Linked DNA regions of Zea mays: regions 2 and 3 are each linked to region 1. The links are chromatin contacts, called in public Hi-C maps. All regions are on one chromosome and are shown on one strand. The core of a region is the stretch at or near the end of the contact, and the rest is flanking DNA. Distances in the headings are between cores, read along the strand shown.

Evidence for each region. A called contact is a pair of places that touch in the nucleus more often than the background predicts.
Region 2: a Hi-C map of leaf shows a contact between it and region 1, with 3 times the contacts expected there. The contact joins the promoter of LOC100283468 here to the promoter of LOC100383306 in region 1. A contact is called at or near these places in 5 of 25 Hi-C or Micro-C datasets (endosperm, leaf and leaf mesophyll).
Region 3: a contact with region 1 is called in a Hi-C map of tassel, with 2.1 times the contacts expected there. The contact joins the promoter of LOC732776 here to the promoter of LOC100383306 in region 1. A contact is called at or near these places in 2 of 25 Hi-C or Micro-C datasets (tassel and an unstated tissue).

Annotation. Positions count from the first base shown.
Region 1 is chr10:13,129,882-13,134,767 of Zm-B73-REFERENCE-NAM-5.0, forward strand. LOC100383306 (ubiquitin carboxyl-terminal hydrolase 12) reads right to left here and starts at 3,268. Exons shown (of 31, transcript XM_020545177.2): 1 at 3,019-3,268; 2 at 2,788-2,869; 3 at 2,522-2,672; 4 at 2,270-2,427; 5 at 821-1,086; 6 at 523-741; 7 at 176-284; 8 at 1-90. The coding sequence starts at 3,048. It also overlaps the pseudogene LOC118473509.
Region 2 is chr10:12,864,370-12,869,298 of Zm-B73-REFERENCE-NAM-5.0, forward strand. LOC100283468 reads right to left here and starts at 2,958. Exons shown (of 8, transcript NM_001369665.1): 1 at 2,705-2,958; 2 at 467-599. The coding sequence starts at 2,826.
Region 3 is chr10:13,492,371-13,497,293 of Zm-B73-REFERENCE-NAM-5.0, forward strand. It overlaps LOC732776, which reads left to right and starts at 2,286. Exons shown (of 5, transcript NM_001371651.1): 1 at 2,286-2,501; 2 at 2,602-2,833; 3 at 2,945-3,244; 4 at 4,733-4,861. The coding sequence starts at 2,341.

The DNA.
Region 1 (4,886 bases), core at 2,018-4,517:
ATTTGTTATCACCCTCTAGATGCTCCACTTCCACATACTTATCAAATGATGCATAAACATCACGACAACCTTTCACGTCAAGTTGTAGATCTGCAAGCCATGACATAGGCACTCTTATTTATATATCATAGATAAATATATGGTTTTCATCAAGTACAATTAAATGACAGCCTACCGTAAAATGATTCTTTTCTGCTAGATTTGTAGTCCACGTTAATGCACTCAATGTAATTGATGTGGTGGCCTTCAAATAATTGTTCAATTGTTCCTTCCACAACAGTTCCCTGTGGAGAAAGAAAGTTAATAAAAAGTAAATTGCTGTATTCATAATTCAAAGGGCAGGCCTAGCGTAGTGGTGAGAAGTCTTCCCACTGAGTCAAAGGTCTGACGCAGCCTCTCTTTAAGAATACGGGATTAAGGCTTGCCTCGGTTATTCCTTCCCTAGACCCCATTCATGTGGGAGCTGACAACACTCGGTCTGTCCTTTTAGATGTATTGATAATTCATTATTTTCATATTTACCTTCATCTTATCTTCCAGTTTCTCACAAAGAACTCTGTTGAGTTCTTGCACGTCATGCTGCATGAAAGAATCATAAGTATCCCATCCAAAGGATTTGGTCAACTCTTTCGTCGCTACACTGTTGTCGCTATACTGGAGCTTGTAAAAAAGGCTCTGCAGGGCTAAAGGAATACTCCCAGATGGCATGTCATTCTCAGTTGTTGGCATATGATATACAGCCTATGAAAACATTTCAATAAATTGGTTCAAATTCAGGCACTTAGAGAAACATGTAGAACAGAACAACGAATGATCTCACCTTTCTAAAATATGGTGTGTGGTATAACGTTTGAAGGAGAGAGTTCATATAACAGGTAGCACCTTGATTCTTAAGACCTACAAAACCTGTTTCTTTTTTCGAGTCATAAGTCCAATAATCAACCATTCTGCGGACAGCAACCTCAGCTTCGATAACAACAGTGTCATTCACAAGATAACCCCTGTTTGGGTCATATAGGTCACTCAAAGGCATAAACGATGTGAAACCCCAGTCGCTCTCGCGTGCATTAAATTGGTGCTGGGTATCTGCCAAACATGGGACCAACATATAGATTCAACCAAAAGAAATGTTCTAGAAATAGTGAGAAACTCGATGTAACTAAAAAAAGTAAAGGTATTATAATAACACATAAAAATGCCTGATTGAAGAAATTTATGAAAAAAAGGTTGGCAATCAAACCCTTGTCGGAAAATAATTATAGTATTTATACATCACTTGCTAGATTATTAGCAACTGAACCGGAGGTTGGAGCTTCAAGCAACTGTCTCAGTAACTGAGCAGCAAAGTTCAAAGTAAGAAACAAACTTTTAGGAGTTTTTGGGAAATCTAAATAAACACAACTGCAATCCACAGTTTTGAAAAATGATTGTTCATGAGGCAGCAATGTGGGTCCGGTATTCCCTATCCATACATCTTTGCAAGTTTCAAATTGCATTATATATATATATATATATATATATATATATATATATATATATATATATATATATATATATATATATATATATATATATATATATATATATATATATATATATATATATATATATATATATATATATATACCATGCACTATAACAAATGGCACTATAACAATAATCAACTCTGTATGTGATTGATGATCTACATACATCCTAACAAAAGGCACATTCAAAAATATTAATGCAGCTATTTGCAAAGAAATCTTTTTTTCAAAGATAACAAATGCAGTAAAGATGACAAGCACACATGAGAGTTGAGACGCTAGTTTGAGTTGTCACTTTGCCAAAAATGTTAAGAAAAAGACACGCAGCTGAGGAACATCCTACAGAAATCAAGTAAATATGAAAAAAACTAGAAGTGAATTAATCCCCTTAAAAATTAAAGTAACTTAAAATAAACATTATATTGAACTTAAAAACTTTATGTACCACGCATGTGCTTCATACACATATCCTGATTCAGAATAACATAGGGAAAGAGATTCACCCTTGTCTATGATTTTGTATATTAGTTGTAATTATGGGCAAATAGAATGTGCACCTCATTCCAGATATAACATCATGCTATCATGATAAAAGTTTGACAAGTGTCAATGATCAAATAGCTGCAATGGACTCATCATGTTCCAGCTCAGTTGAAGACTTGTAAATTATAGCCCTTAAAACTTCCATGATGGAATGGCATTCACAAGACAAGCATAAGACCATTAAATGAAGAAAGAGATACCTTTCCGAATTGTATACTTTGGGTGGACCTGATTCACAACAGCCAAGCTGAACTGAGCATACCGGCTCCACCCATATGGGAGGCTCCCAGAATCCGCAACATCCAAATACAACGATAAGTGATCCACATTGTTCCCCTTGGGGAAAATTAGCACACGCCTGCAAGCAAAAAGTAGCACGTCCATTAAAACTCTCCAGACATCTACCCATGCTTCCAGTAGCGGTCACAGTGGCAAGGGATCCAAAAGGTCACCATTTGTATCCTCCAACGACGAACGCATCAGAGTAGTGCTTCTTAGTGTTAAGACGACTGAAGCTTTCAATTGTCCAGGTGAAGCGCGACGTCTGCGGGTCCTCGGGTGGCTGGGTCTCCGCTGTGTTGGCGGGTTCTGTCTGCGCAACAACTAGCAGCAGCAACCACGACAGCAACCACCACGTGTGAGATGACATCAACGAGAACTGAAACACATAAACACACCAACACAAGCACAGAGGGCGAGAGAAGGCTCAAGTCCTCACCTTCCATCGGCTGTGGGGCAGGTTCTGGGCCAGCGACAGGGAGCTCCTGGTGCGGCACCAGCATCTCGTCCCCCTGCTGCTGCTGCGAGGAGGGAAGAGCGCGGGCTGAGGAGTCAGATCCAGCTCGGCGCGTAAACCTTGGCGCGCACCCGAGCACCCTCATCGGCGCGGCGGCGAGGGGGGCTGGCCGCGGAGATCGGGGCGAGCTAGCTTTTGTATGAGAGCACGTACCTCGAGAGGGGGCGGCGTCATCATAGTCATGGGGTCCTCGTCGCCCGCACTGCGGTGGGTGTGAGAGAGGCGGCCGCCAAGCAGCGGCGGCGGCGGACGGCGGCGGGAACAGGAGGAAGAACGGCCGAGGTCGAGGGCGGATGCGAGCCCGAGGCCGAGGCAGACGAGGGGAAGTTGCTGATATGGTGAAGCGGAGCACGGGTCGGTCGCGTGCTGTCGGGAACGATTTGGAGTTTTTTTTTCTATTATGACACTCGTTTTAACAGGCTTCTCTGTTATGATTCTCAACTCTATCTTCTCCCTAATCAGTGGCGGAGGACGGATAAATTTTTTTTGGTATTGCTCTACTTCGTATAATATTTAGCACACAAACCAATTAAATTGCAAAATAAAAATGCACAAACATATATAAAAGTAGAACATTGTCTAAAATTAGAATAAATTGTTAAGAAACATGTGCGCAGTAAAAAAATAGATAATACAATATTATACTTATAATTTTCCTAGATAAGTCTTGGAGATCTAGACAATTGCATTTGTCTATCATTATACTTAAATGACTTCTTAATACTTAAAGTGCAAGTGCGAGTTGTGAATTATATGATTTGTGATTATTATCGTCTTTCTCAATTAGGTATGGCTTAAGCTATACTTAGCCACAATGGGCCCTCCGCCTCTGTCCCTAATTTTTACTACTCTATAAGATCTTAGTGTAGACCGCGTGCACCATGGTTCTGCCTCTCCCATCCATACAGTCTCCGATGAGTGGCCGCATGTTGGCAGTCCGTGCCCCCTCCCAGTTTCCTTCGCCTCCTCTCCCACTATTCATTTACAGCAGGTTCTCCCTCCTCCCCATTTCCTCCGCCTCCTCTCCCGCTCACAAGCCAACGGCCGAATCGGCCGTCGCTCCCCTCACCATGGAGGACGACGATACCGACCTCGGCGACGGGGGCAATGCCTCCACTCTACATGGAGGAGGGTCGCAGTGGAAACCCACGGCACCGACGCCGAGGCGAGCGCAAGCCAGGGCCAGGCACCGATGGGACGGCGCATGCCACTGCCAGACGGCATCTCCCCCCCTCCCCGTCAGCGGCGGCGGTGATGCGTAGGCGCCCATGCCGCTCCTGCCGTCGCTCAAGCTGGACCTGTTCCACCGCGTGGCGGCCGCGGGAACGGGCACGGGCGCCGCCGTCGTACGCTTCCCTTTTGGCAGCATCCCCGTTACGCACCTGTACTATTTTTTCGGGCAGACCGCAGCCACCGCGGAAGCAGGGTGTCGTGTGCTCAAGCTGGCGTCGACGGTCACCGTGGCGTAGAGCGACTCGGACTGTTCGTCGGTAGTGGATCTGTCGCCGTCGCCATCGGTCGCTGTGTCGGCGAGGAAGCCCACCGTGTTCGATCTCGACCTGAACTGCTCATCGCCAACGGAGGCGGGAGCATAGTCGCCGGAGCTTTTAATGACTGTCTGTCTGTTAGTTTCTTTCTTCGCCTTTTTCCCGGTAGAGGAAAATTTGGTACTACGCTGAGAGACGCTCTTGTCCGACAGAGGACGACAGATATTTTTGTAAATAGTTTTTGCGCTGGGGACCTTGCTTTAGCTGATGATGAAAGTTGTATTGTCACCCAAGACAGGTCGTGCCCCTCCCCGCGGTCGCCTACAACGCCTTTGCAGCTATGATAATTCAGAGTAAAGATTTATGTTGATTCTCTGCAGAATTATTTTTTAAAGGGAAACATATCTCAATTTTCTGGGTTTGTTGGGACAGACAATCAAGTAAGTTTTTTCATGACAGAACCATATTATGTAAAATATCTATTCTCCCCGTGTATAAACTTTGTGCTAAATTCCACTGTTTTATGTAATGTTG
Region 2 (4,929 bases), core at 1,708-4,207, 270 kb before region 1:
TAAACTTCATTATATAGCTCCCTCCCTCCCTCTGCCTCTATACGTCCCCAATCCGCTTGGAATACATATAAGGAAGCAAAGCTAACAAAGGGCAAACTATTCAAGTAACAGCACAAGAAAAATTAATGTCCACATAGTTGTGTACTAATGTGGTTATGTGTCACCCAATTATCGGGAGTAAGTATCTTCCTTCTATTAATCAACAGTAGTCCTATCTGGAATATATATGTTCTGTTAAAAACTTAAAATACATGTATTGTGAACAATCCCTTATTACCAGATACCAGTTTACAATTATGAAGGTGAGATTTCTAAAGAATCAAGAAATAAATTCAGGATAAGTTGCTGACTTTACGTGATACTAAAACTGAAAAGAAGCAAATCATCACCAATTAGCTTATTCATTTCATTTCCAACATGAACTCTGAAAAATCTGTATTTAATATCTGAAGACAGTAAGACAAACCTCTTTATCACCATATTTGTCATGATACTGTTGCTGGATGAATGGGCTGAAGAAGAGAGCAGCATTGTATATGAGGTAGGACGAGTGCTTTGTCAAGTTCAACACCAGAAAATCGAAATTCAGGCCCACAACACTGCAAGAGATAACATTAAATCAGCCATAGACCAAAGACTTTTCATGAAGAAGCATATATTCGGATCAGAATATCAGATAAGACTTAACTGTTTAAGACCAAAGCAATAACTTAAACCTTTATTTTTTAAACACAATAGAAACCAAAGAGGGTAAAAGTTGCACATGCATCATCACTGAAGCACCAACAGGCGTCGGATGCCTCTGTGGGCGCCATGCACCAAGATTTTCCCTAAGGAATACCGGGATACGAGGCGACGACGTTCCTACTTCTACACCGCTATGCCGCCCTCCACCACCCTGCCCGTCGTGCCACCTACCACCCTCCTACACACCACAATAGCCACAGCTGCCTCGTTTGTCCCCCTTCTCATCCACCAGATCAACTTTCCCTCCCTGCCATCCCCGCTCTACCAACGTTTCCACAGGGGTCACCTTTCTCATCTGCACGGGCGCCCTCCACGGTAGACACTGCTCATGTGTCCATCGATTCAGGCGTTCCTCACTTCAGCAAGCTCGACTTCTCCACCTACGACGACAAGGACCCCCTAAACTTACTCAACCATTACGAGCAGTTCTTTAGTGGGAGCGTACATTTGCCTCAAATTAAGTCTGCCTCGCTTCCTACCACCTCGTGAGCGTGGTCCAGACACGGTACTATGCCTTGGAGCAAGATGAGGGCATTGCCATCGTGGGAGTGATTCAAGGATCTTTGGCGTCTGTGATTTGGCCTAGCCATCCACACCAATCGTCTCGTCAAACTAGCGAGGCTCCCTTCCATGCCACGGTCCAGGACTACCACGAGCGCTTCAACGTGCTAGTGTGCCTAGGGGCTAGGGGTGGTAATGGATCATGATCCAAATGCTTCTTCACAAAACGACAGGGCCCTAAATAAATTTTAGTTCAAAAATAAATAGAAATAGGGTTCGATCCTAATCCAATCTAATCTTTAAATCTTATAGTGTAAAATTTAGAGCCTATTGTCACCTATAGGTGTGCTACATGTCGAATCTTCTGCCAGTCCAAAAGGTCAACCTCTTAGTTGGGGGTCTTCCGAAGCACATTCAGGTCGACATCAAGCTCCAAGAAACCAAGACCTACAGATGGCCATGCACCTGGCACAAACCTACGAGCGTCGCGTCATGGCCACCATGCCAGTCCCGATGCCGCAAGTCTTCCAGTTAAAATAGAGATTGCTTAGGAGCTAAGTTTAAGTTGGTTTAAAAAATAGGATTGGTTTATTAGGAAAGGAGAGTCCAAATCTGTAAGTATTCCTCCTCTAGTTTGCTTGGGAGCTAAGCCCTCTGGGGACTATAAATATAAAGGCAATGTAACTATTTTAAAGTAAGCAAGATAACTATATTGCTTGGCCTCAAGGGCCATCTCCCATGTGTCTATCGCCCGTCTACTCCTTGTGCACTGTGCACCGTCCGGTGTACACGTCCCGACCATAGATCTCCTATCCATACAACTTACGCAGCCACTGTAGGATTCTAGATCCTATCAGCTATCAACAGTACTATATCACATTAATTTATCTCCCCACAACACAATTTTCATGTGTTTGATGTGTCCATATTTGCTCAGACCCTAAAGCTATTTCTGCTTGGGCATGGCAAACAGCTGCTACTAGCCTGGTAAGGAATTACTTCGCAATCCACAAACGAATTACTTTGTACTACCCAGTATCCTTTGACATGCCCTTCTACATTTTTCCACAAATCCACACGCACCTCCACAATCTACTCGTGATCACATCCTACGGCAGGTGGAATGAGACTGATAGAATTCCAGGTAAATCACTACAGAGCTAACGGAGAAACGATCACCTGCTTCTCCTTGCGTTTTGAAATTTCTACCGAGAGAGTCATTCAATACAACCCGTACAAATTGTCACCTACTGTCCCGAGCTTGCAGAGCAACGAGACGAACCAGAGAATCAAACAGCTGAACGAATCGAGCATTCGAGCCTCACAAGCATGAGTAATTAAATAAAGGTGGATCCCCCCTCGAGGCCCCAAATCAAGGCACGGGCGCGGAAAGTGAATCCCCGCTCGGAGGAAATGGTTCGCAAGAAATGAGTGGCGGAGCAAGAATCGTGCCGACCTCTTGCGCTTGTAGTTGAGGAGGACCTGCGGGTAGAAGCTGAAGGACCACGCGGCGAAGGCGACCCAGCCCAGCACCTGGTACAGGATCGCCAGACCCACCGAGTTCCACGACGACGACATGGCCGACGACGCCTATTCCCGTCCCCCCTTTCCCCGTCTCGTAGCTCTAGCTCCCTATTGGGTGGAGAATGGGGACGGAATCGCCTTGCGCGTGCGATACTCGTATTTTTCTGCTTGGCTGCCGGCTCCGCTACGCTGGGGTCCATTTTTTGCTCCGTCGCGACCGGATTTTTATAGTGGAGGAAAAGCGAGGCCGAGCCAAACTGTCTCTCTGGAGCAGCAGGAATGGTAGGCATCGACGAACGACGGATGTGGCCCCGGACCGTTGAGGCGCTCCTAGACGGGTTCGCGGCGCCGTGCGTTCCCGGCGAACACACGAAAACGAAAAAGGGCCAAACCGAGTGGTGCCCTGGTCATCAAGGGGCTGGCCCGCCATAATTTATGGGCACATAAGTTTTTTTAAAAAAAAAACATACGATGATCCGAAACCCAAGAGATGGCAACAATGAAGGTTTGCTATCCCAGATCCGATCCCATCAATTAAAAACTCTCCACTCTAAAACCTGCAACCGTGCACGGGTACGATTTCACACACATATCTCAACATGTCGGTTATTCTATACCCGACAGGTACCCGTACTTGTCTAGAGTGGTAGAGTTGCGCATGTCTGCCCAACTTAATTTAGCGCGAATGATGAGTGTCAAGTGGTAATATCCGGCCTTCTGTCTTCCATCTTCCAGGTGCGAGCGTGCCACGTGCCTACGCGCGACTTGGTCGCTTGGCGAATTAACGAAGAGTCACATCACAGAAGTTTGGAGCCTTGGACATGCTATATTGTTTTGGTTGGTTGTCTGCCTACTGCTATCATATGTCCCAAGGCCTATGTAGCATGTAGTTGTACCGAGGAGCCCAAGACAAATCATTGAGCTAGGCTAAAAATTTAGAGAATTTGTTGGCTATATTCCAGGTATATTATACCCATGGGTACACGGGTACGGGTTTAATGAGTGCGTACCTGTTCTACCCATTGGGTCCTCTTTCTCTCCCATTAATAGACCCACGGGTATATAATTGTTGAAAGTCGCCTAGATGGGGGTGAATATGGCGAATCTAAAATTTATAAACTTAAGCACAACTACAAGCCGAGTTAGCGTTAGAAATATGAACGAGTCCGAGAGAGAGGGCAAAAACAAATCGCAAGTAAATAAAGAGTGAGACACAAGGATTTGTTTTACCGAGGTTCGATTCTTGCAAACCTACTCCCCGTTCAGGTGGTCACAAAGACCGGGTCTCTTTCATCCCTTTTCCTCTCTCAAACGGTCACTTAGACCGAGTGAGCTTCTCTTCTCAATCAAACGGGACATAAAGTCCCCGCAAGGACCACCACACAATTGGTGTCTCTTGTCTCGGTTACAATTGAGTTGATCACAAGAAGAATGAGAAAGAAAAGAAGCAATCCAAGTGCAAGAGCTCAAATGAACACAAATGTCGCTCTCTCTAGTCACTATTTGATTTGGAGTGATTCCGGACTTGGGAGAGGATTTGATCTCTTTGGTTGTGTCTAGAATTGAATGCTATAGCTCTTGTAATGTGTTGGAGGTGGAAAACTTGGATGCAATGAATGGTGGGGTGGTTGGGGTATTTATAGCCCCAACCACCAAAAGTGGCCGTTGGAAGGCTGTCTGTCGCATGGCGCACCGGACAGTCCGGTGCGCCACCGGACACTGTCTAGTGCGCCAGCCACGTCAGCCGGCCGTTGGGTTCTGACCGTTGGAGATCTGACTGGTGGGGCCTCTGGGCTGTCCGGTGGTGCACCGGACAGGTCCTGTAGACTGTCCGGTGCCCCTTCTGCGCGTGCTCTGACTCTGGCGCGCACTGTAGCGCATTTAATGTGGTTGCAGTCGACCGTTGGCGCGAAGTAACCGTTGCTCCGCTGGCACACCGAACACTGTCCGGTGCTTCACCGGACAGTCCGGTGAATTATAGCGGATCGGCCTCCCATTTTCCCGAAGGTAGCGAGTTCAGCTTCAGGTTCCCTGGTGCACCGGACACTGTCCGGTGGTGCACTGGACACTGTCCGGTAGCACACCGGACAGTCCGGTGCGCCAGACCAGGGTGCCTTTGGGATGTCTTTAGCTCTCTTTATTTGAACCCATCTTTGG
Region 3 (4,923 bases), core at 1,036-3,535, 360 kb after region 1:
TCGGTCCGAGCCTAAGGTCGGGCGAGGCGGTGATTCTTCCGAGGTCGAGGCTGAGTCCGAGCTCTAGGGTCGGGCGAGGCGGAGACCGTCGTCCGAGGTCGAGGTTGAGTCTGAGCCCTGGGGTCGGGCGAGGCGGAGACCGTCTTCCGAGGTCGAGGTGGAGTCTGAGCCCTAGGGTCGGGCGAGGCGGAGACCGTCGTCCGAGGTTGAGGTTGAGTCCGAGCCCTGGGGTCGGGCGAGGCGGAGTCCGTCGTCCGAGGTCGAGGTTGAGTCCGAGCCCTGGGGTCGGGCGAGGCGGACACCGTTGTCTGAGGTCGAGGTTGAGTCCGAGCCCTGGGGTCGGGCGAGGCGGAGACCGTCTTCCGGAGTCGAGGTTGAGTCCGAGCCCTAGGGTCGGGCGAGGCGGAGACCGTCTTCCGGAGTCGAGGTTGAGTCCGAGCCCTGAGGTCGGGCGAAGCGGAGTCCGTCGTCCGAGGTCGAGGTTGAGTCCGAGCCCCGGGGGTCGGGCGAGGCGGAGACCGTCTTCCGAGGTCGAGGTGGAGTCCGAGCCCTGGGGTCGGGCGAGGCGAAGCTTCCTATGGCGCCTGAGGCCGGACTTGGCGGCTGTCAGCCTCACCCTGACGGGTGGCACAACAGTCGGAGTAGCGCAGGCGGCGCTGTTTTCCTGTCAGGTCAGCAGTGGAGGGGCGAAGTGACTGCGGTCACTTCGGCTCTATCGACTGAAGAGCGCGCGTCAGGATAAGGTGTCAGGCGATCCTTGCATTGAATGCTCCTGCGATACGGTCGGTTGGCGTGGCGATCTGGCCAAGGTTGCTTCTCCGCGAAGCCTGCCCGAGCTGGGCCTCGGGCGAGTCGAAGGTGCGCCCGTTGCTTGAGGAGACCCTCGGGCGAGACGTGAATCCTCCTGGGTCGGCTATCTTTGCCCGAGTCTGGGCTCGGGCGAGGCGAGATCATGTCCCTTGAGTGGACGGAGCCTTGACCTGAATCGCGCCCATCAGGCCTTTGCAGCTTTGTGCTGATAGGGGTTACCAGCTGAGATTAGGAGTCTTGGGGGTAACCCTAATTATGGTCCCCGACAGCAAAAACAACGCGAGTTAGTTCACAATCACGGAGAATGATTATGTGGTATTCTGGCATCTATTAATGAATCTAGGGTGTTTGGTTTCCTTGATTAAAGTTTAATCCGTTCATATCAAACGTTGAATGTCAATTACGAGTATTAAATATAGTCTAATTATAAAACTAATTACACAAATTTATTTAGTCTAATTAATCTATGATTAGCAAATATTTTTGTAGCATCATGCTATTCTCAGTCGTTGTTTCATATATTAATTAGAGTGCCACATTAGATTTTTGTATGACATAACACCATATTAATTGTGAAATGGATGGAAGTAGTTTCATGATCCTGAAACAATATCAACTTATTTTCAGGACATCGAAAAACATATGAAACCACCATCGAGCAATTTGTTTCATCTCCATTCATTTTATACACTTGTATTATCATTTAGATGCAACATTTAATTGACATGATAGTCTATGAAATCATGAAGTAAAATTTTGTATTGAGAGTGTGTAGGCTTAATAATTCCGTTTTGCCATTTAGTCTTCATCTTCATCTATGTAATTAATTTTATAATTAGACTATATTTAAAATTTGTAATTAAGTTTTAAACATCGAGACTAAACTTAGGACTTGTTTGGAAGACAGAGAAATAGAAGAAATTGAATGCTAAAATTCTCTTACTATTTAATATTCCATCCATATCAAAATAGTATTCATTTTAACTCTTGATTTTTATGTATATATTTATCTGACAGTGACTAATATGCAAATAACCATTAGGTGCAAGTGTGCAAGTAGTTATTTTGGTCAGGTAGATCTAGATCCAACTACTGATGTAATCTTGGTTTATTAAGACTTTTTTGTTAAAACTACACGAGGTGATGTTAGAAAGGTTTAAGTGCTAAATATGACACGCGGTTGGATCTAGATTTAACGGATCAAGATATTCACTTACACGTTTGCACCTAATAGCTATTTGTATATTAGTTATTGCCATATTTATCCAGATGATGATGAATATAAATACATATATAGAATGCATTATGAATTCACTAAAATAATAAAATAAATTTTATTTTAAGATATAGTGAGTATTTAATAGCAAACATCTTTAGCCCCTTCAGTCTGTTCATTCCGCTTCTCCTAAACATAAGCAACCAAACATATCCATCGGTGGCGCACAGTCGCGCTCGCGCACCCAGTCCCCTCCAATCCGTGGCGCGCACCCATCAGAAAGCCTGAGCCTGACTACCGACCAGTGACGAGCCATGGAGCTCCGCGAGCTGGGCGGTACGGGTCTCCGCGTCAGCGCCGTCGGCTTTGGTGCCTCTCCGCTTGGCAACGTTTTCGGGGACGTGCCCCGCGACACCGCCCGCGCCGCCGTCCGCCGCGCGCTCGACCTCGGCATCAACTTCTTCGATACCTCACCGTACGGAACTCCTCACCGCCTTTCGATCCCTCCCCTAGTCCCCTCCCCTCTCCTCCTCCTCTGACGGATGGCAGTGGTCTGACTGCCCACCCGCGCTCAGGTACTACGGTGGCACGATATCGGAGTCAGTCCTCGGCGATTGCCTCCGCCACGCGGCCGTTCCGCGGGACCGAGTCGTCGTCGCCACCAAGTGCGGCCGCTACAAAGACGAGGGTTTCGACTTCTCCGCCAACCGTGTGACACGCAGCATAGACGAGAGCCTCGCCCGACTGGGGCTGGACTACGTCGACATCCTCCACGCTCATGACATCGAGTTCACCCATCTCGAACAGGTCCGGTCCCGATTACGGCTCCTGCCCACCACCTCTTTGATGAATTGCCTGGCTCCCGTGCAGTGAGCTTAACCTGGAATCTGGGCACACTGACTCGCATTCTCGCTGTAGATTGTGAATGAGACAATTCCCGCACTCCAGAAGATCAAGGAGAATGGGAAGGCACGGTTCATTGGCATCACCGGGTTGCCTCTCAGCATCTACCCTTATGTCCTCGACCGTGTAGCACCAGGCTCGGTGGACGTGATTCTATCTTATTGTCACTACGGGATCAATGACACCTCCCTTGTTGATCTGCTCCCCTACTTGAAGAGCAAAGGTGTTGGGGTTATCAGTGCTTCGCCCCTCTCCATGGGTCTTTTAACAGATAATGGGCCACCGGAGTGGCACCCTGCACCAGAAGAACTTAAGGTATATATTTAAATTTGTTATATGCCTGTTGATTGAACAACAAGTTTTCTAGAGTACAGTTCTGTTTTTTGTGGCTGAATGTGTGAAACCCACCATTTTTACTGTCCTAAGAGGCATGGTGATAGTATAAAAACATAATAAGAATAATTTTCTAGTAGTTCAATCACACAGCCAGACCATTCTGTCTTGTGGACTGTAATTTTCTCAGTTCTGCATTTCATATCTATTTTCCATAAAATGCTTTTTGGATCCCCATAGATGCCTGAATTCTACTTAGAAAATGAAAAGGTACAATTCATGTTCATTTATTTTCGACCATTGTATCAAATCACATGGAAGGAAAATGTTCATACTTCATAATAAGAGGCGCAGCATTAATTTACAAGGATTGCAAAGTAAACATATTTTTATTTTTGGGTTTGAAGATTTAGGCTATATAGAGCTTACAGTTACAAATGAAAAGAATAAAACAAAACTTAAGGGCTTATGGTGAGGAGATTTTTGAGTGGGTGTCATGGGCTTAAATATGGACCCATGTCTGAGCCCAACATGACCCAGAGAAGAGCCCTAGTTGACCAAGGCCTGGGCCAAGGGCCAAGGCACCCGGCTGGGCTCGAAACAAGGTCGGTGTGGACAGTACCCGTAGCCTGGTATTGTAGCTTGCCTTCCAACCGGGAGGGTCTGTTTAGATGGGAATTAAAATAGAGATTGGTTTCTTAGGAAAGACGAGTCCAAATAACTCTTTTAGTTTGCATGGGAACGAAGTCCGCTAGGGACTCCTAAATATAGGGGCAATGTAATGGTTTCAACCTAAGCAATTATAGAGCAATTGCTCTCCCCTACCCTTCATGCAGCACCCTATTTTGGTGGAACAACTCCAAGGTGCTGATGTGTAGAATTAGCTCAATATGTTGAAGGAACAGCTTCAACGTGCTAATAAACAATGCCCTAAGGGCAGTCTGAATCCACGGACAACAAGAGCTTAATCCAAAGCTCAAAAAGGAGATCAAAACAACACGTTCTATTTCATATGGTAAAGAGTACATACACGCACACGGCCACACCACACACCTATGCGGTGCCGGGTTTATTTTCTAACACACACCACAGTATTTTTTTCTCCTAAATCTATCTAAACTAAATCACACATAAGTGTAATTTATTCAATCTGAGTCCATAGGAACTAACAGAGATGGGCTAAACAATTGCCTGGATACCACTTTTTTTTTGAATACGCAGGGGAGTTTTGTATCATTGCATTAAGGTAACACACCAACTCAACATTCTTGATGATATCTGTATCTTAACTGAACTCTCAAAGATAAACCATCTGTGTGGAAATTGAGAACTCTGTTTGGCATACCAAATGTTAATGTTGCCTTCTATATGTTGCTGAAGATATTTTTGGTTTGTGTTTATTTCTTATACATACTGTTCCAATCTATGCTAGAAATTTATTTGACAAGTATAATATTGCCTGTTTATCAGTCAGCATGCAAGGCTGCAGCAGATCACTGTAGAAAGAAGGGGAAAAGCATTACGAAGCTAGCTATGCAGTACAGCTTAATGAACAATGAAATCTCGACAGTTCTTGTTGGAATGAACTCTTTGGAACAGGTACATTTTTTTTTGACTTTTGCCTTCTATTCAGTGTATTCATTGCTTAATGAATAAAGTAT